5 separate regions of the Mus musculus genome follow, and regions 2, 3, 4 and 5 are each linked to region 1. Evidence: chromatin contacts called from public HiChIP or PLAC-seq and promoter capture Hi-C data. All regions are on one chromosome and are shown on one strand. The core of a region is the stretch at or near the end of the contact, and the rest is flanking DNA. Distances in the headings are between cores, read along the strand shown. Region 1 holds the start of Tmem221 (transmembrane protein 221). Region 2 holds the start of Gdf15 (growth differentiation factor 15). Region 3 holds the start of Cib3 (calcium and integrin binding family member 3). Region 4 holds the start of Pde4c (phosphodiesterase 4C, cAMP specific). Region 5 holds the start of 1700030K09Rik (RIKEN cDNA 1700030K09 gene).

Evidence for each region. Promoter capture Hi-C pulls out the DNA fragments that hold promoters and counts their contacts. HiChIP or PLAC-seq counts read pairs in DNA pulled down with a chosen protein or histone mark. Capture Hi-C pulls out chosen DNA fragments and counts their contacts.
Region 2: an H3K27ac HiChIP or PLAC-seq map of embryonic stem cells shows a contact between it and region 1, with 3 times the contacts expected there. The contact joins the promoter of Gdf15 here to the promoter of Tmem221 in region 1. A contact is called at or near these places in 1 of 39 promoter capture datasets (pre-B cells), 1 of 484 Hi-C or Micro-C datasets (embryonic stem cells) and 1 of 115 datasets of contacts at active chromatin or transcription factors (embryonic stem cells).
Region 3: a promoter capture Hi-C map of pancreatic islet shows a contact between it and region 1. The contact joins the promoter of Cib3 here to the promoter of Tmem221 in region 1. A contact is called at or near these places in 3 of 39 promoter capture datasets (the HPC-7 cell line, HPC-7-derived erythroid cells, cranial neural crest and 1 more), 1 of 484 Hi-C or Micro-C datasets (myocytes), 2 of 115 datasets of contacts at active chromatin or transcription factors (embryonic stem cells and stem cell-derived neural progenitor cells) and 1 of 9 other capture datasets (pancreatic islet).
Region 4: a promoter capture Hi-C map of pre-B cells shows a contact between it and region 1, with 3 times the contacts expected there. The contact joins the promoter of Pde4c here to the promoter of Tmem221 in region 1. A contact is called at or near these places in 1 of 39 promoter capture datasets (pre-B cells) and 1 of 115 datasets of contacts at active chromatin or transcription factors (microglia).
Region 5: a promoter capture Hi-C map of pre-B cells shows a contact between it and region 1, with 2.6 times the contacts expected there. The contact joins the promoter of 1700030K09Rik here to the promoter of Tmem221 in region 1.

What each region holds. Positions count from the first base shown.
Region 1 is chr8:71,557,485-71,560,184 of GRCm38.p6, forward strand. Tmem221 (transmembrane protein 221) reads right to left here and starts at 1,387. Exons shown (of 4, transcript NM_001100462.1): 1 at 1,006-1,387; 2 at 336-421. The coding sequence starts at 1,325.
Region 2 is chr8:70,630,647-70,633,346 of GRCm38.p6, forward strand. It overlaps Gdf15 (growth differentiation factor 15), which reads right to left and starts at 1,449. Exons shown (of 2, transcript NM_011819.3): 1 at 687-1,449. The coding sequence starts at 966. It overlaps Gm34154 (a long non-coding RNA gene), which reads left to right and starts at 1,917. Exons shown (of 2, transcript XR_870495.2): 1 at 1,917-2,209.
Region 3 is chr8:72,211,577-72,214,276 of GRCm38.p6, forward strand. Cib3 (calcium and integrin binding family member 3) reads right to left here and starts at 1,261. Exons shown (of 5, transcript NM_001080812.1): 1 at 1,168-1,261. The coding sequence starts at 1,172.
Region 4 is chr8:70,722,734-70,725,433 of GRCm38.p6, forward strand. Pde4c (phosphodiesterase 4C, cAMP specific) reads left to right here and starts at 1,331. Exons shown (of 17, transcript NM_001310465.1): 1 at 1,331-1,484; 2 at 1,782-1,834. The coding sequence starts at 1,793. It overlaps Gm34255 (a long non-coding RNA gene), which reads right to left and starts at 1,795. Exons shown (of 3, transcript XR_379077.3): 1 at 1,659-1,795; 2 at 538-901.
Region 5 is chr8:72,442,587-72,445,286 of GRCm38.p6, forward strand. It overlaps 1700030K09Rik (RIKEN cDNA 1700030K09 gene), which reads left to right and starts at 1,294. Exons shown (of 8, transcript NM_028170.2): 1 at 1,294-1,403; 2 at 2,164-2,700. The coding sequence starts at 2,165. Calr3 (calreticulin 3) reads right to left here and starts at 1,192. Exons shown (of 9, transcript NM_028500.3): 1 at 1,007-1,192; 2 at 809-910. The coding sequence starts at 1,097.

The DNA of each region.
Region 1 (2,700 bases), core at 137-2,636:
CCTCTCCTCCCAAGGTTTGGGAGATGAAAGCAAGATCAGACGTTCAATGTCAGCCTTGGCTACAAGGCAACTCCCAGGCCAGTTGGGCCTACAAGATAAGTAGTAATAATGATACATAATGAGCATTAACAGAGAACCCTCTGTTCACTCTAAGCACCAACTCTTGTATATATAATGATCTACTCACCACTCTTCAATTATGGGGAAACTAAAGCACAGAGTAAGAGAAACATATCCAAGAGAAAGTGTTGGGGCAACTGCCTGAACTCAGGCTACTGGTCCAGAGATCTGTGTGCACCCTGCCCCAGGTCCCTTGTCCCCCCATCACACACTACCTGCTAAGTAGACGGAGACCCCACAGCAGAACAGGCCAAGCGCTGAGTGCCTGAGGAGGCGGCAGTCATACAGAAACCAGTCCGACCTGGGGTGGGGGTGGGGGGGCAGGAAGGGGGACAGTGACCCAGTGACACCAGAAACCAAAGTTTAGAGTCTCAGCCCTCCACCTGCCTACCTACCTAGCCAGTCATCCAGCTGTAACATCACCGCATGTACCCCTACCCCCATCTATCCACGCACCCACCACTCATTTGCTTGAATCTACCAATTTCCAACCAGCACCAGACTTCCTTACACAGTGGAGGGTCAAAGTTGGGACAAGGGTGTGGTTGACTCAACGAGAGCATCTCATCGCATCCCCACTGTTCCAAGTAGAGTCCCTACACCTGCACCACCGAGCTCAGAGTCTTGAGCAGGTGACCAGGCTGCGGCTTGCTGCGTATCCACAACTGTCAGTCCCGCCCTTCCTGAACCCCGCTTCAGAGAGGAAAGCCTCGAGGTTGGGGTGCAGCTCCGATGACTGACATGTGTCCCCCGCCCCCATACACGGGAAGCACCAGCGCAGGAAGAAGGGGGCGCGCTGAGGCCCTGTTAGTATCACCCCGAGAAACCGGTGTGCTCTCGGAGTCTCAGTTTCCCTCTCTGTAGGTAGAGGCGGTGGTATCCTACCTGCCCGGCCCCGGCCCGCGTGCCAACTCGGCGCCCAGGTGACCACAGAGCGCGGCGAGCAGCAAGCAGCTAAGCCCGAGGACCTGTGCCAGCGCGGCCAGCGCGGTCGCCAGCGGCAGCAATGCCCCAGCCGCAGCTTCAGGTAGCCCGGCATCGGGGTCCAGCTCCGGGTGCAGCCCGTCGGTGCGTACGCGCCGAAGCTCCGCGCGCCCTGCCTGGAGCTGGAACAGCAGCTGCGCAGCCAGCGCGACCAGCACCGCGGCCGGGATGCCCAGTAGGGTCATCGCGGCCAGTACCCGACCTCCGTAGGAACGGCCCATGGCGCGGGCCTTGGATGGAGGGAGGCGGCAGTAGGCGTTCGGGAGTCCTGGGGTATGGACGCCACCGGGGCTCGAGTGCTGGTACCAGATAGGTCGTGGAAAATGAGCAAAAACTTGGGAGAAAGTGTTCTTTTACTGCGCGTCGGCCGAGGGCGCCTCCCCCGGGTGTGCTGGGGAAGGAGGAACTGGGGTTTTGTGGGGTTGGTCTGGGAGGGGCCATGCTAGGAGATCCCGAGGGGGCTCCACCCCTGTAGAGGGGTGGAGCCTAGCCCCTAGGTGAACCGGGAGACGAGGGGCGGGGTTGAACAAGCAAAATTTAAGAGGGGCGTGGTCTATGTGATGAGTGGGAAGGGGCGTGGCTAAGGCGGAGCTTAAGAAGGCTCCTGAAGGGCGGACTTAAGAGGACGGGCCTCAGGGACATCCCAACATCGGGGTCTGAGTCCTGTGGACGATGATGGGTGGGGTCCCCAGGGTGAAGGGACCAGAAAGGGAGTCTTGCAAGGCAGAGGTAGGAGGGCTCTAGTTCTGACAGGTGTTGGGGAGGAGAGGTGGGGTTTGGTTGAGCGGAGAACGCAGGTGGGTTGTGGTCTTGGGTCGGGGCCTGGAAATAGACTTGTCTGGGAGGGGGCGTGAATTGCCCCGCCGTTTGGATGGGTGGGGCGGTGTTTGGAGAGTCGGAGAAGTAGGCAGAGCCCAGGAGATAGAGGCGGGCAAACTGTGAGTACGGGGAAGTGGGGCCCAACTTGGTCTCCATAGCTAGTTCTAGGCCAGTCAGGGCTACCTATAGAGACTCTGTCTTTAAAAAAAAAAAAAAATTGTGGGAGGGCAACCGAGGAGATGTCAGGAGATGAAGCTCTGAGTCTTGCTTGGACTCAGGCAGGGTCACAAAGCCCAAGGATGGAGATCTTGATTCACAGAGTGCCTGACCCTGGAAACTGCACCTATGGCATAGACAGGCATTTTCCTGTCGCCCTGAGGACCAAGCTTCTAGTAGCTGTTTATTAAAATATCACCATCATCATCATCATTTGTTTTAGGTGTATGAGTGTGTTGCCTACATGTATGTATGTCTGTGCATGTCAGGTATCTGTGGAAGTCATAGGAGGGCTTCTAGGCTCCTGGAACTGGAGTTACAGATGGTTACTAGCCACTGTGTGGATGCTGAGAACTGAAACTCTACCCTTTGCAAGAGCAGAAATGCTGGTGCTCTTATCCACTGAGCCATCTTCTCAATGTGTATATATCTGAACAAATCAGGCACAATAACACAGGCCTGCCGTCACTGTCATCAATTCAGAGGGTGAGGCAATGGGAATGTGGACACTTGGAAGAAAGTAGGGACTACAAGACACTGTCTTTAGAAGTAAACAGAGGG
Region 2 (2,700 bases), core at 199-2,698, 930 kb before region 1:
TGAAATCGACCTGGGCTACAAATAAAATTTGGGGAGGTTCTCACTCTGTAGTCCCAGCTGGCCTTGAACTCAAGGCAATTCTGCTTCAACCCCCGGAGTAGTTAGGATGGCAGACATGCGCCACCACATCCAAGTGTAGCTTTGCAGATCTTTAGGGAGAGCTACAGTTCGCTTGGATTCACACAACCCTAGCGGATTTGTAAGGGGGCGTGACCCAAATCAGCCTGGGCCCGCCCTCAGCCCTGCTGGGTCCCAGAGCTGAGTCCAGTCCCCTGGATCCTCCTCCCTCCCATCCAAGCGACTGTCACTTGTTACTGTAGCAGTCTCTTTACAAGCGATTGCGTCAGATTTCCGATCCAGTTCCCGCAGGTTCTTTCCGTTTGGCTCCCAACCTGGCTCCTGTCCCTCCCTCTTCCCTCCAGGACCCTCTAACCTTCCCCCATGTCCTCCCCAACTCGAGTGCTGTGCATCTCCAGGAGCGACCTTGACCTCTCTGGACATCATTTGTCCAGCTCCGGTCTAGGGACGGTCATCCGTCCTACTCTGGCTGAGCCCGCTGCTGGCAGCTCCAGAGGTCACAGCAGGGGAAACTGAGTCTCGGAAGCTGGGCTGGGCTCGTGGACTTGAGTGTGTTGGTTGGAGCTTGGAGAGGGTGTTCCTGAAGTGGGTCCCTGGTTGCTACTCACCCTCTGGACTGAGTATCCGGACAGCTGGGTCAGGACTTGGTTCTGAGTTCGAGTCCTCTCGGCTCTGGTTGGCATGCAGCCGGCTCAGCAGGTCCTGGAAGCGACCCCGTAGCTCGTCGGCGTTGAGTTGGGACTCAGGGCCGGAGGGTCGCTGTTCAGGCATTGCCAGGGCGTCCCCCTGCGATGGCCATGACAGCAGCAGCAGCAACAGCAGCAGGAACAGCAGGAACCTCAGTTGAGAGCCGCCTGGAGGCTGGGCCTGGAGCGCGGGCGGGGCCATGTCGCTTGTGTCCTGAGTGTGTCTTTGAGTTAAGCCCTCTGCAGCTGCCTTTATACCCACTGGACTCTGTCCGCTCCGCCCCCGTGTGCGATGCCAACTCGGGTGACCAGGCTAATTCGGGCGGGAATCCCAGGGCTCCGCAGGGGGAGGGGGTGGGAGGGAGGGAAACCGCCGGGCTGGGACCTGAGTGAGGGCTGATCGTCCCCACAGAACATGTGATGGAGTCCAGACTGAAGTTCAAGTGGCTTCTTCCTTCCTCTTGGGACCAGGACTCTCTCCCTCTCTCTTTCCTCCTCTCTCCCTCCCTCCTCCCTCCACCCCCATCAAAGGTGAAGCCAAGGAAAACCTAGAAAAGGCAAGTTCAGGCAAGTCACCCCTATGCCTCAGTGTCCCAGGAGTAGACATTACAGCCGTGCCCAAATGGGCTGGGACATAAGGACAAATCAGGGACTGCACCTCTTCGGTGTCCTCTGTGGGACTCCTACCAATCCTTCAAAACCCTGTACGAACAGTTGTCGCTTCAGGAACCAGATTTACCTTTCAGGATGACTGGATGCTCACACGTGCCCTGCCCTGTGCCTGCCTCAGTATCCCCAGACCAGGGGTTCCTCTTGGGAATGGAGGGAAGAGGAAATCTGCTGCGGGCCTCCTTCCAAACAGGAGGCGGCAGGTGGCTGGAGGGGGTGGGCAGTTCGTCTCAGGCTCAGATAGAAGATGGAGGAGGAGGATGAAGGTGCCAGGAGCCCCATCCACGGTCAGCCTGGGCCCTGAAAGGGTAGTGGCTGTAGTTAGGGCCTCTGGGGAAGACAGGAGTGAGCAAGGAGGGGCACCAGGTGTCATCAAGGGCTCCTGCTGGGGTCCCTCCCAGTATTTACATACTGCTGGGTGGCCTCTGACCTGTGGGGTCACTCCAGGTTAATGACTGACTAGGGTTACTCCATGTCCCCCTGTGAAGACAAGGTAGGTGCATGGTAAGTCTTCACCCGCCATCTCCTTTGTCCAAGACCAGGATGACCCCCAGAACCCTCCCCAAACTGATTCCAGACCACTCCTCCTCAGATCCAAGCCCCACCCCTGATGCACTGCCCAGAACTACCTGTTTGCTCCAGGACCCTTTGCCTACGGGGGTGACTCTTAAAGATCAATGTGGAGAGAGGTGGCACCGCCCTTGGGATCGCAGCTGTGGGCAGTTTTGAGGTATCTGCACTCTGTGAGGAGGCACAGCATGGTGGCCACCTGGCCGGTGAGAGTGGGGTTCTGGGATTATGTTCATCTCTGACCGTTTTCCCCCAAATTTAAGTCTCAGAGTTGGATTCTCTGCCCTGGGCGAGCTGCTGATCTCCGAATCATATCCCAGAGGATAATACTGCAGTCTTCTGGTCCCAGGCCAGCCATTGAGCCTCAGTTTCTCTTTCTGTGAAAGGCTGCTGTGGTCTACATCGTCAGGGTAGGGGTACAGCGGGGGCCGGGGGTGCACGCTACAAATTGAGGGACTATCCCGCGGTCCCATGTGACCTTGGACAAGTTTCTCAGCCTCTCTGCGCTGCAGAGCAAAGGCCAAGGATCAGGATACAGCTGTCTTGCTGCGTGAGATGAGAGGTTGAGACAGGACCATCATGGGTCACAGGTGGGGAAACTGAGGCTGGGGACGGCCCAAAGTCTCTTGGGATGCAGATGGCTTCGTAGATATGGAGCTCGGGAGTGGGCCGAGCAGCTGCCCACTCCCACACGGGG
Region 3 (2,700 bases), core at 11-2,510, 650 kb after region 1:
GCCAGTCAGGACTCTGTCCATCTGCCCTGGGAACTGAAGTTCTCCTTGCCCAAGCCTCAGTTTCCCCACCAGTAATCTGATCGTGATGGCCAAAGTGACCTTCCAGTAGTCCTCACAGACAATGGGCTGATGGGTGAGAGGTGTACCCATCAATAATGGATGCCCTGTACCCACATAAGAGGGACTCGACCTGATGCCCCACAGCTGAACCGCAGCCAGCTTGGGTTTCACAGATAATGGTCCAACAGACAGAAGGGTGTCATGGGAGTTTCATCTCTGTCCATCCTGTTGGGCTCAAGCCAGGAACCTGCAGTCACCCAAGGGCTGCCAATACTCCCCCACAATCTCCTTGCCACTTACAGCTGAGGGCTGGATCTCAGCTCTGCAGTGGACTCCCAACCTCAAAGGGCCAGTGTGCCTCTCCAAGGCTCTCGCACCTTCTGTGGCTCCCTGCTACCCTTAGGTAAAAGGACAAGTTCCTCAGTACAAAACCTCAGCCAGTATGACAGGGTGTGACTTCTCAGCCAACAGTCTCTGCCTCAGTCCACTGACCTTGAGGCAACACCCACATCAAAGCATGGTGGTACAGGCTTGCAAGGCAGAGGCAGGTGGATTTCTGTGTTCAGAGTGAGCCTGATTTACAGAAGGAGTTCTAGGACAGCCAGGGCTACACAGAGAAACCCTGTCTCTCAGTGAAAGAAAGGAAGAAAGGAAGGAGGAAAGAAAGAGAAAAGGAAAACCAAGAGGACCCAATATGGCAACAACCTGCCTGATGACCTGGGTTTGACCCCTAAGACTCATGTGGTGGAAAGAGAGACTGGAAAGCTGGACCAGCTATTTAGTCCCAGAACCCACCTAAAGGGGGCAGAAAAAAAAATCAACTCTGCAAATTGTCATCTAACTGCAACACACACACTATATCACATATTCACACATTTGCACACTCACACATCACGCCCCCCTGCAATAATATTTTTTTTAATTGCAGCCAGCTACAGTGACATATACCTGTGATCCCAGCACCCAAGAGGCAGAGGTAATGTTGAGGTTAGGCTGGGCTCATTCTCAAGCAAACAAAACAGAACAATAGCAAAAAGATTGCACAAAGGCCCAGCAGTGACTAGAAAGTTGTTTTGGGGTGTCACCTCCCTTCATTCCCCCACTGACCTCATGATCTCCTTCCTCGTGAAGAAAGTACAGTCCTGTGGGGAGAGAAACCAGCTTGATCCAGACCTGCCTCTGGGTCATCTCTCCCTGTGCCCCTCTACACACTCCAAATCCACACAGACAGCCTGATGTCCCAAACAGGGCTGTGCCAGCCTGGCAGGATCCACTGCACACACCCACCTGGTATTCCTCCAGCTGCTCGTGACTAAACACAGTCTGCTTGTTGCCCATGCTGCAGACTGCAGCCTTGAATACACTGGAACTGAAATTACAGGTGGCTCCTCGGGAGCACCCGTGCTCATAATGTTTGAGCAGATGTTCCTGCCCTGGCTGTCACCTGCCCACCTATCCAGTTGGTTGCCCCAAGCTTGGTGAAGCTCAAGTTACAGCCTGGCTCTCTGGGCAACCTTTTGAATGTGTCCACAGGTGTGGAAGAGGTCTGTGAGAGGTCACAGAGAAGCCATTCTGTCTGGAACACCTTCAAGGGAAAGCCATGCACATACCCCAGTCTACATCCTAGCTTTTCCCCCCTGCTAGCTGTGTGGTCTTGAGTAATTGTCTGACCTCTCTGAACCTTGCTTGTGAAATTGAAATTACATTACCATCTATAGGATCAGTCTGAGGGTGACAGACATATTGGATGTGGCAGTGTGTGACTGTGGCTGAGGCAGGAGGCGGAGGATTCCTATGCTTGCTTCCCTCTCTGCCTCTTCTCTTTTCTCTTCTCTTCTCTTCTCTTCTCTTCTCTTCTCTTCTCTTCTCTTCTCTTCTCTTCTCTTCGCTTCGCTTCGCTTCGCTTCTCTTCGCTTCTCTTCTCTCTCTTCTCTTCCCCTCCCCTCCCCTCCCTTCTCCTCCTCTCCTCTGTCCTCAGCCTTCTTCTTTTTTTTTTTTTTTTTTAGTTTTTCGAGGGTTTCTCTGTGTAGCCCTGGCTGTCCTGGAACTCACTCTGTAGACCAGGCTGGCCTGGAACCCAGAAATCCACCTGCCTCTGCCTTTCCAAGTGCTGGAGTCAAGGGTGTGCGCCACCATGCCCAGCTTGTCCTCAGCCTTTACTCTTTCCCTTTGGCCCTGTCCCAGTCATTTCTGGGTCCCTTCTTTAATGAGGACACTGGCAGACCTAACAATGCATCACTAAGCAGAGGCTGAATAACACCTTGTGCCTCAGTTTACCTATCTGTACAATGAGGTTGTTCTGCTTAGAGGAATATCTGTGACTGTGAAAAAGACCAATCTGAATAAATCCATTCAGAGTACCAGTCATGACTGCTGTCATCTTCTCAGCATCCGTAGTTTATAAAAAAAAGAACCAGCCAGGCGCGGTGGCGCATGCCTTTAATCCCAGCACTCGGGAGGCAGAGGCAAGTGGATTTCTGAGTGAGGGCCAACCTGGTCTACAGAGTGAGTTCCAGGACAGCCATGGCTACACAGAGAAACCCTGTCTCAAAAAAACACCCCCCCAAAAAAAGAAAGAACCAGAAGCTCAGATGTTCCAGACACTGCCTCAGGAACACACAGCTTCATAGGTACGAGGAT
Region 4 (2,700 bases), core at 81-2,580, 830 kb before region 1:
GGGGGGATGACAATCAGAGCATGTCATTTCAGGGTCAGAGGACAGGGCTGCTGTCCTCACCCCCCCCCCCCCCAGCCAGGACCTGTGTGACCCAGTGTCCTGGCAGGACAGAGGCCACTATCCAAGGAACTGGAAGACCTAACCTAACGGGAGGCAGCCTGGGGAAAGCTACAAATCCACATGACTTAAGAAGCCCACCCAGGGCCGGGCGTGGTAGCGCACTTGGGAGGCAGAGGCAGGTGGATTTCTGAGTTTGAGGCCAGCCTGGTCTACAAAGTAAGTTCCAGGACAGCCAGGGCTATACAGAGAAACCCTGTCTCAAAAAACAAACAAACAAACAAACAAAAAACAAAAAAACAAAAAAACAAGTGAGTTCCAGGACAGCCAGGGCTATACAGAGAAACCCTGTCTCGAAAAACCAAAAAACAAAAAAAAGCCCACCCAGAGCAAGTACCCAGGGCAAGTACTCAGGGCACGAAAAGGCCCTACAGTAGGAGAGGCATGGGCCTATTTCCTGATGAAGACATCGAGGCCTACCTGGCCGTGAAGTGAAGAGGGGTCTTCTGACTGCTGGAAGGATCTGAGTTTTCCAGCAATCTTCAAAACCTTGGGGCAGGAGGTACCAAGTGGGCTGTGCAGAGGTCACGGGGAGGAAGGAGCTGGCTGCCTCAGCTCCTCTCTGCACACCCTGCTCTCCACCACTCCCTCAGTGGCTCAGGCTCCAGTCTGGTAACCCTTCAGACAGCCGACTTTAGGGTGAGACAGGACCCACTCTTCAGTACAGGTGAGGGTGTCTCCCTCGTTGCTATGATGTTTGACAGCAGATTGAAGTGACCTCCACCCACAGCAGGTCACGCTCTGATGACCACTGGAGTAGGTGGTGAGAGGTCTCCTGGCCTGTCTGTGGGGGAGGGGTGTAGGGTGAAACATTAACTTGCTTCACAGCCACAGACTGGAGTGGCCTCAAGATCTCCTAGGCCCAGGCCACATTCCATCTTCCAGTCCCAGCTCCCTGGCTTTCCCACTTCTGACTGCAGCTCTAACTTGTGGGTAAGGTTTGACCAGAGAGTGTCATCAGCTGCCTGGACCAGCACAGCATAGCAGAACAGCTTTCCTAAAGCCTTGGGGTGCCTTGATTGGTACCCCAAAATACTAACGTAATGCCTCAGTCTCAGGCTATTTCTGTCCTCTGTCAGGTGTAAACACATTAACAAGTAAACCTTTGCCTGGCCACTCACCCCTCTCCTCCCCTCCCCCTCAGCCCTGTTTTGGTCACACACTTGGGCACACACACACACCTCCCTGCCCTTGTGGTCACTCTGCCCTTACCCCCTCCTCCAGTCCCGAGGGTGCCTCCTGGCTCGGGTCTAGTCTGGTGCTCAGTTAAAGAACCCAGCTGGGAGTGGGATAGGACCGTCTGTCCTCTGCTCCTGGGAGGTCACAGAGCACACTCACAGCGCAGGTCCCCACAGGAGCAGCTGGAAGTGAGTACCACACCTGTGTCAGTGTGAGAAGGCCTACCTCTCATGAAACTCGGCTCTCAGAAACCCCACAAAGCGCAAGAGTCCCTCCGGGCGCTGAACGGTTCTCCTAGGTGACCTGGACCCAGGATTCTAGTCCCTAGGGCTGGCCAGGGTAGGGAGCTTGGGCGGGAGTACCTGCAGCAGCCTCGCCAGGCAGCTGTGACTTCGCTGCCTTGCTGATGTGGCTCTGGGCTCTGGGGGCGTGGGGTGGCCCAGCAACTGGCTGGGACCTGGTCTCACTGATCCCTGTCATCACAGAAGCCTGCACCATGAGGCGGAGTGGCACGGCCCTGTCCTTCCTGTGGACTGAGGTGAGTAGGCCGGGACTGGGCTCAGTGCAGGAGCTGGGGACTGAGGTCCCTGCTCTGAAAAGGGACAATGAGGCTCCCTGAGCCCAGGGCCTGAATGCAAGATAAAAGTCATTTTAAAGATTTGTTTGTTTGTTTATTTACTTATGAGTACACTGTCGCTATCTTCAGACACACCAGGAAAGGATATTGAATCCCAGTACAGATGGTTGTAGGCCACCATGTGGTTGCTGAGAATTGAACTCAGGACCTCTGGAAGAGCAGCCACTGCTCTTAACCACTGAGCCATCTCTTCAGCCCTAAAAATATTTTTTATTATTTTCTGTATGGGGGTTTCCGCCTGAATGGTTTGTCTGTGTACCGCAGAGGTCAGGGCCCACTCAGGCTAGGAAAGGCCAATCCATGCCCTGAAACTGGAGTTACAGAACCCTGGTCTCCAGCTGCCATTGCTGGAATCACTGAGCCATCTCTCCAGACCCCTCTACCTTCATTTGTTTTAGATTTATGGTTCCTCTGTGTCTCTCTGTCTCTCTCTGCCTCTGTGTGTGTGTGTGAGAGAGAGAGAGAGAGAGACAGAGAGACAGAGAGACAGAGACAGAGAGATTTTTTTTCGATTTTTTTTCCTTTCAATGTGACAGGGTCTTACGTAGCCCAGGCTAGCCTCGAACTTTGACTGCAACCAAATATGACGTTCTAATCCCTATGCCTCCAGCTCCACCTCCTAAGCTCTGGAACCCAAAGTGAAGGGAGGGCTGTTGCCTGTTCTGTGTGCTGCTGGGGATGGAGCCCAGGGCTCTGTGCTAGGCAAGGAGGGTGGGCAGCTGTGAGTGCTTGGACCAGTGTCTGAGCCAGGAGGAGGCAGGGAGCAC
Region 5 (2,700 bases), core at 44-2,543, 890 kb after region 1:
TAGGTTCTCTCCTTCCACCCTGTAGGTTCTGGGGATCAAACTCAGGTTACCAAGCTTGGCCACAGGCCAATCTAGCTGGCCCCACTTTTCATTTTGATTTCCCCTCTTTTTGTTTTGTGCCAAGACCTGGCTGTATCTTAGGGTGGGCCAGAGCTCACTCTATAGCTAGGCTGGTCTTGAACTTGTGATTTTCCTGCCTCATGAAGACCCTGGAGTGCTAGGATTCTAGGTTGTGCTACAGCATGGTTCCAATTTTCATGAAGTGAGATGATCTTGGGCAACTACTGAAAAATGCCAACACAGTCATTCCTGTTGACTCCAGTTGTCATTCCAGCACTTTCTGAGCACCTCCACTGTCATTCCAATCCACACTCAAGGTGCATACTGCCTCCAACATACATAGATGTGGAAAAAGTAACCAGCACTTGGGAGGCTGAGAGTTAGAGCCATCTAGGGCTACATGAGACTGCTCAAAGACTAAACCAAAACACACTTCGGTCAATTTTTTTTTTTTTTTCTTTTTCCAAGACAGGGTTTCTGTGTAGCCCTGGCTGTCCTGTAACTCACTCTGTAGACCAGGCTGGCTTCGAACTCAGAAATCCACCTGCTTCTGCCTCCTGAGTGCTGGGATTAAAGGCGTACGCCACCACCGCCCGGCTACTCTGGTCAATCGTAAAGGAATGTAAACCCAAACAGGGTATTGCAGAGCCTGCATGTGCCTCAGTGTCCTGGCTTGAACGGTGGGTGCGTTGTCAGGGTGCCATGAGGTTTCTAACTCTACTCTATTTGCTCCCGATTCTACACTAACCTTTGTCTTTCTCTTTATGCCCATAGAACTTCCCCGATGAGACTCTGAAGTGCCCAAACTGGGAGTCATTGGTGGACTGCACCCAGCGGTTCCTCCAGCGCTCTGTGGGGAGACAGGAGGGTTAGTGGTGCAAAGCGCACGGGTCCATATCATAGATGGTGGACACAGGCCACCAGCCACCACGGCAATCGCCTTCACCTCCGTCTAGAAACTCCTCCTGGAAGTACACAGTGGCTAGTGCCACGCGCAGCACACAGATGGCCCAGAGCAATGCACGAGCCGAGACCATAGCTGCACGTGCGACTTCAACTCTCTGCTCTCAGGCGTCCGTACCGCTTGACGGGCGCAACTCAGAAACTACAACTCCCGGCATGCCTTGGGATTATGACCTGGGGACGCTAATGGGTGCGCTGAAATTACTGGTCCCGTGACGCCCGGGATTGTGACCTGAGTTGCTCATTGGTGGGTGGAGCGCGGTGGCCGACGGGAAATGTAGTCTCTAGTTGCTCTGGCGCTGTCTCCTGAGGCAACCGCACACTGGGGCCTATACTTTGAGGCTGAAGCCTAGCGGGAAGAAGCCAACGCAGCTACTCAGGTGACCTCACAGTGATCAAGTGGGTTGGCAAGGGGCTTCAGGAAAACGGGCGGCATACCCACACCAGAGGTTCCTCATCTGGAGAGCGATGGGGCATGATCCCTTAGGGCTTGCAAACAATAGCGAGGAAACTGAGTATAGGCAGTGTTATTAGCATGGAGAAGAACTCCAGGTGCTGTGTGATATGGGTCCTCTCAGTTGTGTATCCTGGTTACAGGTTCCAGAGCAGGTACAGATATAGGTACGAATCTGGACGCCTGTCCTCAAATCTCTCTGAGATTCTTTGGTTTTTTTTTTTTTTTTTTTTTTTTAGATTTATTTATTTATTATATGTAAGTACACTGTAGCTGTCTTTCAGACACTCCAGAAGAGGGCATCAGATTTCGTTATGGATGGTTGTGAGCCACCATGTGGTTGCTGGGATTTGAACTCGGGACCTTCAGAAGAGCAGTCGGCGCTCTTAACCACTGAGCCATCTCACCAGCCCCGATTCTTTGGTTTTGAGCTCACTCAACCTTACCAGTTCTTATGCCTGTCCCACACGCCCTACAGCTTATTAAAAGAAATACTTTTATCTGGGTGGTGGTGGCATACACCTTTGATCACAGCACTTGGGAGGCAGGCCTGATCTAAGGAGCTCCCAGGAAAACCAGAGCTATACAGGGAAACCTTATCTTGAAAAAAATAAAAACAAAACAAAAAGTATACTTATACAGTGAAGTACTTTTAAAGGCTGAAAACACAATCTTTATTTTCCTAGAATGGCTTCCACAAGAAGACCCTTTGGCCCTCCACGTAGTGGTTTTGACTTAAGGGATATGTTCTTAGATAGCTCGAGGATGGAAGAGATCAGAAACTTACAAGCCCGAAGTCTTGGCCAAGTGACACCTGGGCAGAGCAGAATCTTAAAGAGAAACCAAACGATGGACGAGAAATATTTGATGCCCAAAGAGGAGGCCATGGCAGGGAGGGGGGTGAGTCTGGGCTTGAGGCCTCCCACCATCTCCTCCAAGACCAGAGCCAGTGAGGCCCTTAGGAAACTGGCCCAGATTGAAACCAAGATCCTGAATCGGAAGCAGGTGCCCATGGCTTGGTCTGATGTGGAGTCTGACTCCACATCCATCGAGCAGAGTCTTCCTAAGAGGACAGGTGCAGCTTCTGTTTCTTCCCAGTACCCACACAGAACTTTCCAGAAACAAGTGAACAAAACATGTGTGTCAAAGAGCGATGGGCCGAGTGGTAACGGTAGCAGGTTTCTGAAGAAGAAGGAGCTGCCCACTGAAGCGAGGTCCCCAGG